Regions from separate parts of the Mus musculus genome. Here all the other regions are linked to region 1. Evidence: chromatin contacts called from public HiChIP or PLAC-seq and Micro-C data. All regions are on one chromosome and are shown on one strand. Each heading gives the region's core, a stretch centred on a gene start, on an enhancer-like site or on the middle of the called end of the contact. The rest is flanking DNA. Distances are from core to core; before and after follow the strand shown. Region 1 holds the start of Cdc42bpa (CDC42 binding protein kinase alpha). Region 2 holds the start of Coq8a (coenzyme Q8A). Region 3 overlaps Cdc42bpa (CDC42 binding protein kinase alpha).

The links. A called contact is a pair of places that touch in the nucleus more often than the background predicts. HiChIP or PLAC-seq counts read pairs in DNA pulled down with a chosen protein or histone mark.
Region 2: a Micro-C map of embryonic stem cells shows a contact between it and region 1, with 2.2 times the contacts expected there. The contact joins the promoter of Coq8a here to the promoter of Cdc42bpa in region 1. A contact is called at or near these places in 8 of 39 promoter capture datasets (3T3-L1-derived adipocytes, cranial neural crest, embryonic stem cells and 5 more), 2 of 484 Hi-C or Micro-C datasets (both in embryonic stem cells), 2 of 115 datasets of contacts at active chromatin or transcription factors (astrocytes and stem cell-derived neural progenitor cells) and 3 of 9 other capture datasets (adipose tissue, embryonic stem cells and pancreatic islet).
Region 3: an H3K4me3 HiChIP or PLAC-seq map of embryonic limb bud shows a contact between it and region 1, with 2.2 times the contacts expected there. The contact joins the enhancer-like site here to the promoter of Cdc42bpa in region 1. A contact is called at or near these places in 12 of 39 promoter capture datasets (the 3T3-L1 cell line, 3T3-L1-derived adipocytes, the HPC-7 cell line and 6 more), 5 of 484 Hi-C or Micro-C datasets (cerebral cortex, cortical neurons, embryonic fibroblasts and 2 more), 10 of 115 datasets of contacts at active chromatin or transcription factors (astrocytes, embryonic forebrain, embryonic limb bud and 6 more) and 3 of 9 other capture datasets (adipose tissue, liver and pancreatic islet).

Annotation. Positions count from the first base shown.
Region 1 is chr1:179,959,140-179,962,475 of GRCm38.p6, reverse strand. It overlaps Cdc42bpa (CDC42 binding protein kinase alpha), which reads right to left and starts at 1,716. Exons shown (of 37, transcript NM_001359541.1): 1 at 1,189-1,716. The coding sequence starts at 1,366.
Region 2 is chr1:180,194,363-180,197,698 of GRCm38.p6, reverse strand. It overlaps Coq8a (coenzyme Q8A), which reads left to right and starts at 1,679. Exons shown (of 15, transcript NM_023341.3): 1 at 1,679-1,826.
Region 3 is chr1:180,137,729-180,141,064 of GRCm38.p6, reverse strand. It overlaps Cdc42bpa (CDC42 binding protein kinase alpha), which reads right to left. Exons shown (of 37, transcript NM_001359541.1): 24 at 3,199-3,335; 25 at 2,494-2,633; 26 at 1,261-1,342. Among named protein-coding and RNA genes, the nearest start is that of Gm38331, 8.9 kb to the left of the region's middle. Within about 2 kb of position 1,739, at least 33 of the 459 cell types and tissues checked have an H3K27ac peak or open chromatin away from gene starts, as enhancers often do. A contact at or near this core is called in embryonic limb bud, pancreatic cancer cells and second pharyngeal arch cranial neural crest, where this site is marked.

The sequences.
Region 1 (3,336 bases), core at 467-2,966:
CCTACTCTCAAGCGAGAAGTTGCCTGACAACTGATTTAAGATTCCTTACATTCCCAGCACGCTGATGGCAAACTGCTTTGTGAAATCATCCCATGCACATTTGTACATTTTCTTTTAAACCCTGAAACATCGTGCTACTAGCAATCACTCATCTAATACTGGAAAACTGGAGAATTCAAATTGCTTCATGTTAGCATTCTTAAAGTGGGAGTTGACTTGAGAAACAAATTTTGAATGAATTTGAAAACAGAAACAACAACGGCCACTTAAATTTTTTACTTCAGAAAAATTAAGGTTTACTTGGGAATAAAGATCGTCGATATAAAAATCATTTAGCTAGCTAAAAGTATTTCAACAGCTCAAAATTCTAAATGGCCTAAATCCTTCCAGAGCTATGGTACCACTCTCTACCAGCCTGGGCAGTGATGGCCACTGCTGGATGTCAGACTTCCCTCACACGAGTGAGTGACATCAGAGGCTCCTGGAGTTCAGACAAGCCTTGAAGGTCACATGCAGAGTTTGCCCGCATCACTGATCTAGTCCACTACTATAGGTCACCTGGGTCACATCTAGCCAGTATAGACACAAATTCAATTTAGAATAAAATCTAAGGCAGGTGGAGCTGCCTCCAAACATCCTCCAACTACATCTTTTTACACACACACATACACATAATTTCTATTATTTCTCAGGAACCTAGTGATTTTTGGAAAGTCCATGTTTAGTACTTTCCTTTGCCAGTGCTATCCAGAGATGAGACTAAACCCCCTGATCACCACCTCCACATTCCTGTTGTCCTAAAATTAACACAGGGACTTCAGCATCTCCTCAAATCTCCTGTGATTTTCAAAGACTGGGAAGGAATGTTCCAACCAACAAATACCCTCCCACTGAACGGTTGTGACAACTGTGCTCAATAATCCAATTCTGCCAATCCCAGCCTTCCTTCTGAAGCTCCTGCTGCTGCCCGCCCCCCCCCCCCCCCAGACGCAGTGAGTTCACAAACAGCAAGGCCAAACAACCAGGCAACAACTAAGTGGCACCGCTTTGCCCTGGCAAACAGTTAAGAAAAACTAGGAGAGAGAAGTCTTGACTAATAGGCGTTTGTTCTGTTGTTAAGGCTATACACATCATTTTCACTATAGTTAATAATGCTCACGCCCAGCAACGCATTAGAAGAAAACTTACCCCATTCTAGATATTCAAGAATGTTCTTCTCTCTTCTCAATGGAGAATTATTGCATTCATCGTAAAGACAGATGAGGATGTCCAGTAGCGTCTCCACACTGAAGCACTGCCCATTGGTCTGAGCTGGCCCATCTAAAATAAACTGCTCCAACTGCCTCAAACGCACTTCTCCGGACATGTTTGCTTCGATTTCTGCTGGTTTTCTTTTAAATGCCCTTACGATGTCTACTGTTACTATCTGAACCTAAAAGTTTAAAGATGTGGTTTTTAAAAATAAACCACTTGTTATTTCAACAACTGTCATGCAATGCCGGTGCTGAATTAAACATCCAATACACCAGTCACCTCACTTAACGGAAGCGTCTCCAATTTCACCCATAAACATATATATCTTGAGGGTGAGTTTCCATAAAATATAGATTTAATATTTTAAGAGAATAATACAATTAAATTGTACATTTAAATAAAATAATAATTAAAAGTACAACGAACTAAAGAGTCAACACTCCTTAAAAAAAAAAAAAAAAACTCCTTCATTCAAAATTCAATTCGTGCAACATAATCCTGAAACGAATCCAGTTGCATCATTAATGAATAAAGTCCCCTTGGCATCAGCAATTCACTTCCCGGGAAGAAGAAAAATTGAAAAAGGAGGAGGGGGCAACGTATGGAGGGGGAGGGAAAGCCAAAAATTCTGCAAATGCTCCCAACCTCCACTCGGATAGCGCCTGGGCGAGTCCTCCGCGGCAAAGGGAGGGCAGCTGCCGGAGCAGTTCTCCCGGCTCGGCTCGGAGCACGCCGAGCCTCCGCTCCGAGCTCTTTCTTCCTAGGGCTTTGCAGCGAGTCTTGCTTCCAGCGGACTGCGGCGAGGACGCGTCATCTTCCTCCCGGCTTCTCCCGGGGCCTGGCCGGCGGCGCAGCCGGGATGAGGCGGGCTGCGGGCGGCTCTCGCGCCGGGCTCCGGGGGCGGCGGCTACTTGGCCGCGCGAGCCCGCTCCATGCCGGAGGCCGCTGGCGGGCCGCGCCGTGCCGCCGGGCGCAGCGCCCGGGCTCCCGCTCGCGCCCTGCGGCCGCCGCCGCCGCCGCCCCTCGGCGAGGGGCTGCGCTGACGAATTCAGAGGACGCGGGCGGCAGCCGCGGTTCGGGCGGCGACTCGAGTCCCTTCTTCCCAGCCTTGGGCTGAGGGCATCTTTCCCGACGGACGCAGGCGGCTGAGGCGCGGGAGGAGGGGGCGCTGCCGCCGCTGAGGAGACCTGAGGCTGCCGCAGCCCGGCTCCCAACCACTCCCTTCCTCCTCTGCCCGCCTCCCCCGCCCGCCCTCCCGCCCGCGCCGCTCGCGCCCGCGCCGCCCGCGCCCGCGCCCTAGGCTCCCCGAGGCCGCTCCCGGCGCCGCGGCGCGCAGGCGGAGGCTCGCGGACCGTCCGGATCCAAAATGGCGGCGCGCCCCGCCCCCCGACCCCGCTGGAAGCGGCGCGCTGCGGCCCAGCCGAGCCCGAGCCCCGGGGGAGGGGGATCGCCTCGGCCCGCGGCGCTGCGGCTGCCGCAGCCAGGGAAGCGGGGTCCCCCGGGGCGACTCGGGTGTGGAACGGGTTGGCTCGGTGAGGCACGGGCTGGGAACTGCGCCACGGTGCCTCGCCGCCGCCCGGGGTCCCCGCGGTGACCACCCCCCAGCCGGCCTTCTTCCTCCACTTCTGCGGAGATGCCGTCGGTCCCGCAAGGGTACCCTCGGCTTCCAACCGCTCTAAGACAAGACAGCCGCTCCAGACGCTGTTTACCTGCCCACCCTGCCCCCATTCGGCTTTCCCACGCCCCAGACTCCTAATTTCCGGTGTTCCTAATCCACAGCGTTTGTGTCACTCCCCCAGGATGGAAAAATAATAAGAGACTGGTCTGCTTCACCATCCCTGTCGTGCATGCGGGATCTCAAAGGAGAGGGATTCCCGTTTCTGTTTCCCAAAGTTTCCCCCAATGTGAAGCCTGGCATGTTTTCCTCCAGAAATATCCTAGATCATGCCTGTTATTCTTCACCCAAGGTGACAAGCTCCCCTGGGGATTCAGCTCCCGCAATCAACATAGTTCGTCACTGTCACCAAACCTACAACTCTCTGTCAGCACACTTTTCAGGTATGGGGACAGCCACTCTGCGGC
Region 2 (3,336 bases), core at 430-2,929, 240 kb before region 1:
AAGACAAAAGTAGGAGAATGATGTGCCCCAAAATAGAGACACAAGGAAACAATAAGAATAATAAGATGTGTTGGGGTTGAAACCCACGGTGAGTGAAGTGACTAGTTTACCTGTGGAGCCGAGCAGGCTGGGGAAAGACCACCCCTGGAAATAAGTCCATGGACATTATCCCAGCTTGGAAAAGAAGGAAAATGAATAGAGCGTCAACCCCAGGGACTAACACCAAGGATAGGAGTACAGACAGTGGGAGTCTTGGAGAAATAAGCCTGGGCAGAGAGACTCAAGAAATAATGGCAGAGCCCATCTCAGTTTTGATCAGACTAGCAATCTGCATGCTTAAAGCCTGTATTTTAAACAGAAAAGCCTTAGCTTTCTATAATGCAGCAAAATACTCAAGATAACCAACTTAGAAATAGGAAAGATTTATTTAGGCCTTGGTCCATTGGGCTGTGACTTTGGGGTCTCTCATGAAGCAGCAAGTCATGGTAGGATGGTGTAGTGGGCAGAGCTGCTCACCTCATGGTAGCTGTTGGCTTCTCATGGGAGCAGAGAAGGCTCCCAGGTCCTAATATTCCCTATAAAGTCACAACCTCAGTGATGTGACTTTCTTTCATCAGGCCATACTTCCTAAATGTTTGACAGCCTCCCTATGCCTACTTCCCTTTGGGACCAAAGTGGTCTTTGAGGAAAAAATATTCAAGATCCGAACTATCGAAGCCTTATTAGATTGATTTTGTGGAGAAGGATGGAAAAAGAAGTGGAGACAGTAAGCATAGAGAATACTTTCAGAGTTTTTGTTTTGTTTTGTTTGAAACATGGTCCAAATCATATCAATCTGTCGAAAAACGGAAAATAAACCATGGGAGAAGCGAGCGATTGTCTTAGGTTCGTTAGAGGGAAGCTGGCCTAGCATTGCTGGGCGAAAGGGCTGAGCTGGCACGGAAGCATCTTGGAAAGGCCCCAAGGCTAGGTATTTTCTCCCATTTGGTACAAAGGTGGCATGGACCTGTCGCAACCCTATCTTTTCTGGGTCAGCAGTCCCTTAGGGATGTTGTGGGTCAATGTTGTGTGTGTTGAGTGCACTCCTCAGGGCTGTTTTTCACCTTGGAAAAGGATTGTTTTTTTATTGGCGCTCATAATAAGCAAGCACAATTAGTCTAAATACAGAGCTGAAGGGTATAGAACTTTGGTGTCAGCGCCATAACACTTCCCTAGGCCAAGTGCTTTTGGAGGAACCCAGGCAGAAGCCTCATCACATGGCAAAAAACCAAACCAAACCAAACCAAACCAAAAAACCAACCCGGGCCTAGTCTAGGTCCTGGGGCGGGGGCCTGGGGGGTTCCTCTGTGGTCCCATCAAAACTTCTGAGGTCTTCCCGGCCCGACCCCTAGGAAGCTGAGCTAGCGTCGGTACCCAGGCGACCCTCACGTGGCTGCCAGGTGAACGCTTGTCAATCTTCAGAACGCAGGCGCAGAACAACTGCAGGCTTTTTTCCCTGCCCGGGAGAAAAGACAGCTAACAGGCAGATTAGGGACCGCGGCCTTCAAGGGCGGCCTCTCATTGGTTGCTTTTATTCCACCCTCAGTCCCTATTGGCTGTGAGCTGCGCACGCGGTAAGCACGCTCCCACTGCGTCCTGTGGCATCGGGGCAGCTAACAAACAGCGGCTCAGCCAATGGGAGGGCTCGGAGGCGGGGCAAGCGGAGCGCGGCGTGCGCACCCGGGCTAGAAGGTAAACAGAAGCGGAGAGTGTGCGGAGCGCTCGCAGCGGGGCGAGCGCGCGGAGGCGTTGCGTTGCGGACGGAGGAGCTACCTTCCTGCAGCCCGGTAAGGCTGTCGCCTGCCGGCCCGCTGCTAACCTCAGCACCCCGGGGTCCCTTCTTATACTTTCAAGTGACAGTGCGGCCTGCGTACGGTGCAGCCCTTTCCCGACCCGGGTCTGGCTCAGCGAGCAGAGGGTTGCTTGTGGCCTCTGCGTCGTCCACGCACGTGGCTGCCTTTCTCCCAATAATGTTCTGAACTCTCAGACCCTCGAACTGTGTGCTCTGGCTGCAGTTTGTGTCAGAACTACAACTTCTAAGCCCGAGCCAGCTGTTGGGTTTCACGGCTGGGGTGAAGTCTGGGAAGAAGTCCCTTCCTTGTTCCTTTTTCTTCGTTTCTTTTTGGTCCGTCCTCTTGTTTTTCCCAGACACTGATGGCCACACTACCAGTTTTGACAGCTCCTGCACTCTCTTGCACAGAAGCTGTCACATAACTCAACCAAGCCACCTTCAGAGTGTGAGGGGACAGAGGGAGAACGCTGTAGGGGCGGGTCTGGGTTCTGGGACCCTTCATTGGCTAGGCAGCCTGAAGGGGCAGAGGCTGTGTGCAGACATCCAATCTGGGTTGGGCTTGCAGCACTGTAGAAAATTGATTTAGGCTCACTTGGACTTGGTGTCTGTGGAACGGGACTCTGGAGCTGGGGTGTGTCAGGCCAACCTTCTTGCCGGAGGATTTGGACTAGTGATCATGACAGACATCCAGTTGTGCTGTGGCTGGCGGCCATGCTGGCAGGGAGGTTGTTGGGAAACATTTGGAGTGAGGAAGGCACTTCTGAGAAGAGGCTAGAGGGGTTTGTTGGCTTACAAGAGCAGTGTCTGTACGACTCCGAGGGTAGCTTTGGATGCTATATTTAGCCTTGTGAATAATGAAGACAGCTGAATTGTGACCACTTGTGGACCAGGTGACACAAAGCAAAAGCGAGGCAGGCAATCTGTGCATTCTCTGAGCTAATGAACCACCTGAGACAGAACTTCCCAACTCCAGACTATTAACATGTTGGACCTAATCTTGTTTACTGTGCCTGCTTATCTTATGCAGGGTGTGTAGCTGAATCCCTGGCTTGTACTACTAGACAAATAGTGACACCCCCACGGCCACCCAATCCCACCAATTGTGACAACTGAAAATGTCCCCTGACATTGCAAAATACCCCCAAGAGCAAATTTGGTTGAGAACTATGCAGGCAGGACTCTAGACAGGGTCACCCCATGCTGCCAGGACCTCTGTGCAACTTGCCCACAAGTAGTTGGGAAGTTTAAGACAGTGTTACAGTCACTGCTGTAAACAAATGGTGGAAGGCATTCGGTGGGGGCTTTAAAGGTGAAACCCTGAGTGCACTGGGTGGTAGGGGTGAAACATTCTGAGGGAGACTTGGCGGCTGAAACCCTGGGCCTTTGTGCCTGATGAATGTGACTAAGTAGGCACAAATTATGAAGATGTGGAAAACTGGTAGTTTCTGCCCCTAGGAACATTGGGAGCCTTGGCGGGTTAGCACAGGGAACCACCATAGGATGGT
Region 3 (3,336 bases), core at 490-2,989, 180 kb before region 1:
CAAGTACCAGGAAGAAAAGTAACTTACAAGTATTAACTCATTTCACCCCTTAACAGCTTCAGGAGACAACAAGTATGATTATAACCTAAGCGTCTATGTGAGACTCCACGGTAAAGGGAAAGTGAGCAATCTCACGAGCGTGGAGCAGAGCGCGTCCCAGTGCTCTGAAGCACTGCATCAGACTGTTCCCAAAGTCTTAGTGCTTCCTGACAACCTTTTATATTCTCATTAAAGAAGACAAGAGCACTAGAAACAGTATGCAAATAAAGTTTACAAATCAATCAGAGCACTTTTAAGCTATTATTTATTATGTATATAATATACACGCTACATAAATGTATAGACACCCTTTACATACTTACATATGCTTTAAACATCAGTGACAATACAATTCTACTGCAAATTAGTTACAGGTAAGTGAACCTTTATAGGCTCCCTAGATAGCTAGGGGAGAATAAACAGCTGCTGGCCTGGAAAGTGAGAGACTAGGTTTAATCTCTGACCTTCCTTGGATGTAAGATTCATACACAACAGAGACAGACGAGCACTATTCACATTTTGGAATATTTGTTATAAAGAAGTAGACAACTGAATCACAATTTTTACAATGAGAGTTTTATAGAGAGCAACTTTTTTTTTTTAATTTGAAGAACTGCATGAGATAATATTTATTTAGAGGTTAACTGGGACTCAAAAACATTATAGAACATGAAGAATACTTTAGAAACACTGATGTATTCTACAAGTCTTAGCACAATTTTGCATCCATGGATGGTACGGATACATAAATGAGTACTAGGTCTAGGTGTTGTTCCAGTAACTTTATGATTTATACAGAGTAGCAAAATATATTCATTAAAAACAAGTAATTAGGTGCTGGAGAGTTGGCTCAGTGGATAAAGCACATGCTACACAAACCTGAGGGTCAGAGTTTGGATCCCCAGAACCCAGGTAAGAGCTAGGTGGGTTTGTCTGTTGCCCCAGAGCTCCAGAGGTAGAGCCAGGAATGGCTGGGGCAAACTGGCGAGCTAAACTAGCTACAGCTGCTAGCAGCAGGTTCAGTGAGACTCCATCTCAGTAAACAATGTGGAGAGCAGTCAAGGAAGATAGCTGATGTCACCGTCTACCCTTCACATGCATGTGCACACAAACATGTGTGCACACAAACAAATGTGCACAAACCCAAAGCCTGTATGTGCTCAGTCATCCACAGACTTACCCTGAATATACAGGGGATATCTTTTCGACTCATAGACTTACCCTGAATATACAGGGGATATCTTTTCGACTTGCGTGAATAACATCAGAAGCTAAGACTGAACTCACAGAAAATTCTTCATCTCTGAAATAAAAGTTAAACATTTAAGGTTGTTACATGTTGCTGTGTGTGTATGGTTTTGCTTATATACCCAAATAACATATACAAAGCAATCCTCAAAGCTTAACTGTATAAACACCCAAGCTCAATTTAAAGCAAAACAACAACAACAAAAAAACAAAGTACAAGACTCCCCTACATAATGACTAACAGTACTCAAGGTAATTCATCAGGAGTGACCTGGCAGTGGTGCATTACACCAGACATAACAGTGACCCACAAAGGTACACAAGACCAGGAAGCACACAGCCAGAAGCAGCTTTTGTTAGCCTCCAGAATTCCTAATGACTCTCCTGCCTGCCATAATGAGTCTCATGTGTGCTGTGTCTGCTCCCCTGACTGTGAGGAGTGGCTTACTCCTTGCTCCTGCGATGAGTCATGAGTCCCCTACTCCCTCTGCCTTTAAGTCTTGACTCCGTCTTGCATTCCTTGTAACAGACAGTCTTGCTGTTGTCCAGGCTATCCGTGACCATGTGGGCTGAGGAATGGCCCTTTGCTAGCGCTAGCTCCTCACTTTTCAGGTCTGCCACATCGCCCTTGCTGATATTCCCTGTGTATTTCACTGTGCTTCAGATACTAGGCATAGGGGGAATGTGCATTTTTAGCAATGGCTGTGCCTGAATAGGAGACAAGTGGGACCCACCATTCAGAAGCAATGCCTGAAGCTGTGGGAGAAAATAACCACCCCCAGGACAATGCCCGAGGTTCTAGGAAAGGAGGGAGGTGTTGAGGGCACACGAAGAGTCTGGACAGTGGTGCTAGGGAGACAGACTCTCAGGTGTTGGCTGCTTTAGTGCGTTGTCCAGGGGCCGTGGGAGAGTTACCCCTTCACTTACACTCAGTCACTTTGCAGTTTCAGACGATGACTTGAACAGCGCATAATTAGGACTCTTTTACTACATAACTGGTCTTTTAGATGTCAACTTTGACTCCACATACTCAAGACACAAACCAACTTGCCCTAGAACCACCCTTAACTTTCTAGTATGTAGCTGTAGGGCTAAACCTGAAAACTGACACAAAATTATTTTACCAAAACATAGTAACCTAGAAGAAAGACCATAAACCTTGATCTACGCTGCTGTGACAGATCTGTCTTTATTCCTCGCCCTTACCTCATGTCAATCACTTGACTAATGACGGAGGTGGGCTGCGATGCTTTTCCCTCTGCGATATCATAAAGAAACAGTTTGAAGTCGCAGACCACAGCCAGTGCTCTCTGCCACCCTTTCTTCACTCCCGCCGGCTTAGGGATCTTGGTTCAGTTTCAGTCAGACAAACAAACAGACAAAACTCAAATGAGAATTATGGTGAGCTGCAGGTGGCACCTGAAGTCTGTGCGCGCCCGCCTATCCTGGGCCTGCTCTCTCGCTGCTAAGACTGCAAGAGTGACAAGGGGCCAACAGTGAGGGGAAAGTGGGAACACTGTAGTTCCCAGCAGCTTCTGAGGGCTCTGAACTGACAACTCACTAAATGCAGGTCACTCATGGCTTTTAGAGAAAAGCGTAACAAGCAGACATGGTTATAAGATGAACCTGACACTCAGGTCACACTGTGCGTGTTACTCTGGCTAGCAAACCAACATCGTCATAGTTCCTAACTTAACCCTCCCTCTTAGGTAAGACCAGAGCCCCAAGACTCCTTTATGATGACTGCAACATTTGCAAATCTCGAGATACAGAAAGACAGAACAGTTTGTGATATTCTAGAGTTCATTTGCATGTAATCATGACTCTAGTTAAAATATTATTTAAATGAGTTCGAGTAATTAACTTTTCTCTTAAGCACTATGTTTATTAAGTGACAAACAAGGTACTTACCCTGACATGACCCTCATACGCCGTCCCAACTCCCTTCTGGGGGTCTATGCCCAGTGGACCTTTAGTTTGCTCAGGAGGAACTGGGCAAACCGTCGGGGCTTTGTTCACACAAGTTATATGACATGAGAACCCACAGAC